Regions from separate parts of the Ovis aries genome. Here region 2 is linked to region 1. The links are chromatin contacts, called in public Hi-C maps. All regions are on one chromosome and are shown on one strand. The core of a region is the stretch at or near the end of the contact, and the rest is flanking DNA. Distances in the headings are between cores, read along the strand shown. Region 1 overlaps GATAD2A (GATA zinc finger domain containing 2A). Region 2 holds the start of GATAD2A (GATA zinc finger domain containing 2A).

Region 1 (2,912 bases), core at 250-2,749:
AGCAAGCGTCTTTTAATTTCATGGCTGCAGTCACCATCTGCAGTGATTTTGGAGCTCAAAAAAATAAAGTCTGACACTGTTTCCCCATCTATTTCCCATGAAGTGCTAGGCTTCCGCTAATGGCATTGCTGACCACATATATAAGGACCAACGGGTCTCAGAGACAGTGCTTAGCGCCAAGCCAAGCAGCTCTGTTTGCTGAGGACATAATGTAAACTCTCCCTTAAGATCTAGCCTCTGCATCTGTGTTGAAAGAATGCAATCAGCAGGAAAGCCAGCCAAGGGCTGAATTCGCCCGCTAGGTGGCACTATGACCCAGAGAACAAACTCGGCTAAGTTAACTGGGAGCAGTAACAACAACTCAAAGTTGTCCCATTCCTTCCAGCTGAGTGGGGAAGCAGAGTTAGGGATGGGAAACCGGTATTTTAACAGCCCACCGAACTGCCCTTTCCACTCCCAGAGCGAGCTATGCCTTCAGGGAAGGGGGGTGCACAGAGGACCACACACCGGGTTCACTGACTCCCCCAACCCCTCAACCCGCAGCGCTCTCCCTTGGCCCACCCTCATCTCAGCTCTCAGAGCAGCACAGCCGCTGCACTGCAGCAAGCGCAGCCCTGATGCGATGGAACCACCACAGGTACAGCTGCTGGGTGGGCTTCCACGAGCGATCAGGAGGCGCCCATTTCAAGGTACAGAACTCCCTCATTGGGGTTAGCAGCCCACATTTTCAAGTCCAGGAATTGGCTGGCTGTCTATAAAATAACCCAAGATGTCTCACTAGGGCCTCAACAAACCAAAAACCAATGCAGTTCAGGAACTCTTTCAAGTCTGTGTCTCCCTGCTGGCTGCCAACTCTGCCCAAGATACACATCAAAGATGACCCCGGGGCTCCAACCCAGGTTCTGTGGGCATGCGCACAGGCACTGAGCAGACACAAGGCTCTGGCACGGGAGCTGCAGCCGCTGGTTGCAGCCCAGGCAGGCTCCCAGGCGGCCACACAGCAGAGCAGCAGCCTCGGCAGAACCAAGTCTAGAGTTACAGACTGCCGGTGCTTCCTGAGCAAGAGCGAACGGGGCCAACGGTAACCTACAGGGATTTATCACTTTTTACCATCTCGTGGAGCATGTGCCCATCTCCAAGGTGAGATGCCTAATACAGCTCAAATCTGCCTGAGGGAAGAGGGCAGGGTTAGGGGCTGGACCACATGGAGCTGAAGCTGCCTAAGATGACCACTGCGACCAGAGCTCTCCTAGGTCCCATCTTGGACCGAGACTAATCAATAACTCGTCCAAGAGATGACATCACCTCCCATCAGTGATCACTCAGCATCCCAGCAGCCAGCAGGGAGTGAACTTCCTGTATGCTAATCAGGCCACCAAAAAGTCATGTGACAAAGGCATTTCCCTCTTTGGTCATGTGACCCTTTAACTGTGCCTTCCAACGTGAAAACCATGGCAACAGCCAGTTCTAACCAGTTTGTGACATGCAGCCTTCATTTTGAGAAGTGAGGTAGGGTTCAGGTGCTGTCAGGAAATGGAGGCGCCAGCTCGCCCTGGGGCTGCAGGGCTGCAGGCACTTCCTGAGTGGCCCTGGCCCACAGGGGACTGCTCGCTTGTTACAGGGACCTGGGTCGCCTCTTCCGAACGCAGAAGCGCCACCAGCCCCCACTAGTCTCCAACAAGGAAAACTTTCCTAAAGCTCAATTTTAACACAAAGGTACTTCAAGTTTCTCAGAACTTTCCCAGCGAGCTCTTTTAATTCAAGGAAAAGGATACTCATTTGACAAAGGCTCAAAATTATCGTGGGCATTCTTTTCCTAAAAAAACGTTTTCTAAATTATAAAACCATCTAGGCCAACATGCCAGGGAAGCAGTGTAGTGGCCGTGTATATTATCTCGGTCCAGGGAGGCTGCCAGGGCACCACATTTATTTGAAAGCTATGATTTCAGGGCAAATGCATTAAGCCTAGCCCGCCCATCTTGGGAATCCTGATATAAATTATTATGATCAGAAGAGATTTTACGTGACCTGGAAGCAAGCCAGGCTGTTCGTGAAAACGTTCTCACTACCTCCCTCCCTTGAATGCCAGCCGAGGCTAAACAAACAAAAATTCTGTTACATGCCCGGAACTTCCGTCAAGTTCCCTGGAGATTAAAACTTAACTTACAACCAGATCCCTCCATTCACCGCACCACCATCCCAGGTGCTTACCCAGCAGTGGTCAGTGCGGGGTAACGCCGAGTGTCTCACGGGCCTGTGCCAGGGGAAGCCGTTTCCACCAAGGGAGCGCAGCCCTGACCTTTGCTGTTCTCCATACGCGCCTGCCTGATGTCTGGGCAAGGTGCGCTTGACCCACACCCATGCCTCCATGTTCTCCCTCCCTCCTAGCTGCTGGGAGCCAACCTAAGAAGTGGGTGCCGTGTCCAGCAGCGGGGAGAAACCCCTGGATAACAGCAGTTCTGTCTTTAGGGTCAGCCAGGAGGGACAGGGGCACGCGGGAGCAGACCACCGCCCACCCGGCTTCACCAGAGGACATTACTGCCCCAGACTTGTTTGACCAAAGCCTGCGTTTTTCTAAGATCCCTGAGATGCCTGCACACACGAAGTCGGGGACAACTGCGGGCCCAATGAGGCCTCAGGACAACAAACTGCTCCTCGGGGCTAAGCAGGGGGAGAGAAGCAGGGCTGGCAGCCACCAGTTCCTGCCAGAACCCTCCCTCCTGCCCCCATCTTTTGGCCCCAGCTGGGTGAGGAGAGGCAGGTAGTTGCTAACCGTTTAGGGGTGTGGGGGAGGCTTTGCTAGACCCCGCACCAAGCACACACTTGTCTTGGCCCCACCAGACCCTCTGCCAGGGCATTCCTCCCACTAGAGCCCATTCACACCTTCCAGCCCACAGGTCTCTCCAGTCCCC
Region 2 (2,917 bases), core at 356-2,855, 81 kb after region 1:
GGCCCCATGACTCAAACATGGAGTAACCACAGTTGTCATCTGACAACAGCTCTTGCTCCCCAAAATCTAGCAGGCCTTAAAGGATAAGAGAAAACAGCGTTTTGTTTTTTGCCTGTCTCCCAATTTCCCTTCCAGCCACAAATTCCTCCAGGTCCCCTGAAGCTGAGGTAAAAATTCAGAGAATACCCCTAATCTGGCCAGAAAGAAGACTGAAGGTGGGAGGGGCATATTTCTGATCTCTCCTTCCAGAACAGAGAGAAGTTTAGTACCAAAAACAGAAACAGGGGTCTGAAGTCGGGGTCTCAAAGGAAAAGTGAGTTTTAATGCAAAGAGTTTTTGCATTAGAGAATCAGGAGGGAAACCTTAGGAAAGGGGAAATGTCCTCAGGCAAGTGGAAGGAGAACCCCTGGGAATGGAGGGGGACCCTTCAGAGAAGTGAAGAAACTCATTCCCTCTTCAATCCGAGAGGGGGTTTCTTGAAAGAGTGGAGGCACACTTCAGGGATGTGAGGAGCCTAATAAAGTGGGACATTTCATTTTAGGAAGAGAACCTCTGGAGAAGCCAGGGACCCCTCCAAACCCTGCGGCACCCATAGATCAGCAGGAGTCCCCCACAAAATGGAAACTGTTTTGGAAAAGTGGGGAACATTTCTTCAGACAAATAAGGGTCCAGTCATTAATATGAGCACTTTGGAGTAGTGGGCCCCCTCAAGAAAATGGAGGTACTCATCAAAAAGTTAGGGGTCCCATCAAAAGTGGGGACAACTCAAAAAAGTGGGGAACACCTCCAAGAAGGATTCTGACAGAAGTAGGAACACCTCAGATTAGTTGAGGAGGGCCACATGGGGAAAGGAGGAGGCCACCCAGAGAAGTGGGACAGAGAAGCAGGGAGAGCAACGCGGAAAGGTAGGGGGGAAGGGGAACCCATGAAGAGTAGGGGACGCCTCAAAAAAGCAAGGGCAAAAAAGGAACAGGGTACACAGTGGGACAACAGCTCAGAGAAGCAGGGATCTCCTTACAGAGGTGGGGGTCCCCCAGAGAACTGAGGGGGAGGGTCCCCTAGAAACAGGGCTATCTCCTCAGAGAAGTGGCGGTCCTTCAGTGAAGATGGGGGTCGGTCCCAGAAAGCGAGGCGGTCCCACATAAAAAGCAACCCCTCGGGGAAGCAGGGGTCCCCTTAGAGAAGTTCAGAGGAGGTGTCTCAGAGACGCGGGGCCCTCAGAAAACGGGCCCCTTAACGAAGCAGGAGGTCCCTCAAAGAGATGGGGCACCCTCAGGGAAGGGAGGTCCCCCTCAGAGAGGCAGGGTCCCTTAGAGAAGCAGGTTCCGCGACAAGAGGGTCCACGCATGGAAGCGGCCCCCTCGGAGAAGCGGAAGCCCCAGAGAAGCCCGGGGCACCGGAAGCCGGCGACCCGCCACCAGCGGCGTCCGCCCCTCACTCACCGAAGTTGCTCGGCGCCTCTGCGGGCGGCTGCTGGGCCCCAGACGGCCTGGGGTGGCAAAGTCGGATCCCGTCCGCTTGGGTCTCGCGGCGGCAGCTCCCTCGGGTGGCGCCCGCGGCGGCGACCGCGGCGGCGACAGGACGACGGACGATCGACCGACTGACTGCGCGGGCGGCGCGGAGCGCGTTCGGGCAGCGGGGGTGCGCGTGCGCGCGCCGGGGCGCTGACCCCGGGCGGGAGGAGCCGCCGCGCAGCGCTCGAAGCCGCCGCTTGGTCTCGCCGCTCCGTCTCACACTGAAATTGCCCGCTTCGCAGCCCGGCTTCCCCGGTTGCTAGGCAGATTTCGCCTCTCACACTTCCGGGTTGAGGCACGTCTCACCGAGTGGCGGCGCCGCAGGCCAATGAGGTCCGGCCAGGGTTCCCGGGATCCGCGCCCCGGCGGGGGCGTGGCCAGTCTCGTGACGGACAGCATTCGGCGGCCAATGAGCATACGGGCCGGCTGGCCCTCGGGATCGCGCCGGGGGCTTGGGCGGGCCCGAGGAGGCGGGACAAGATGAATGACATGCGATGTGCCAATGGGAGAGTGGAGCGGACCTCAGGTCCAGTCAGGGCGCTTCGGGGGCGGGGCTTTAGCTTCGGGGCAGGAACACCGCGAGGGGCGGGGCGTGAGGACGAGTCAATCCGTGGTCGGCTGCTCGGACACTGGCGGGGGGTTCTGCCCGGCTACCAGCGGCCGACAACTGTCTGGGCAGGGGGTTCCCCGCAGTGCTCAGCAGGGGCGCCCCACCCACAATGCACCGGAGGCGGCTTAGGCCGGGCGGGCGTGGAGCGGTTACGCCGGGCAGTGGGCGGGGCCGCATGAGGCGCGCTCTAAGGACTCTGGGCGAACTGTGGCCAGCTCTTGTTCCCCAGGGGATTCGTTGACCTGGGCTCTCTTCTGACTAGAGTCACGGGTTCGACCCTCTTCTGAGGAGAACTTTGAGGAATCTTGCCCCTGGCCCCTCTTCTGAGAAGAGTTTTAGCGATTCTTGCCTTGCCCGCTTTTCTGAGAATAAGAATGATTTTGTTATAAGAAAACGTGTAGGGATTCGGGCCCCTGCCCCCTTTACTAAGGAGAATTGGGGGGCCCATTGCCTTTCCTGCAGAATATTTAGCGAACATACCCTGCCTCTTTTCTGAGCCCTAGTGGTGGCCACTGGCCTTCCTCCCTGGTGTGAGGGGCAGTGGGTGTTGCATGTCCTTGGCCTTCATTTCTGAAGATAACGGGAAATTCACAACTTGCAAGTCCTTCCTTCCACCAGAGAAGAAACTTGGAACTTAAAGCACCCTTCCTCTCTCCAGAGAGAAATTGCAGGAAACTGATGGCCCCTCATCCTTTTTACTAAATAATTGCCGAAGAGCTGTGCTCCCTGCGTTTTTTCTAAGCAGTGTTTGAGTGTTGGAGAAAGAGTTCCTCTTTTCCTAAGAACTGCAACC

Evidence for each region. Hi-C and Micro-C count contacts between places; a contact is called where the count stands out from the background.
Region 2: a Hi-C map of liver shows a contact between it and region 1, with 3 times the contacts expected there. The contact joins the promoter of GATAD2A here to the enhancer-like site in region 1. A contact is called at or near these places in 14 of 16 Hi-C or Micro-C datasets (blood, hypothalamus, liver and 6 more).

What each region holds. Positions count from the first base shown.
Region 1 is chr5:3,649,637-3,652,548 of ARS-UI_Ramb_v3.0, forward strand. All of the region lies in intron 2 of GATAD2A (GATA zinc finger domain containing 2A), which reads right to left. Among named protein-coding and RNA genes, the nearest start is that of TSSK6, 21 kb to the left of the region's middle. Within about 2 kb of position 1,500, at least 14 of the 54 cell types and tissues checked have an H3K27ac peak or open chromatin away from gene starts, as enhancers often do. A contact at or near this core is called in liver and tail adipose tissue, where this site is marked.
Region 2 is chr5:3,730,942-3,733,858 of ARS-UI_Ramb_v3.0, forward strand. It overlaps GATAD2A (GATA zinc finger domain containing 2A), which reads right to left and starts at 1,606. Exons shown (of 12, transcript XM_042249571.2): 1 at 1,443-1,606.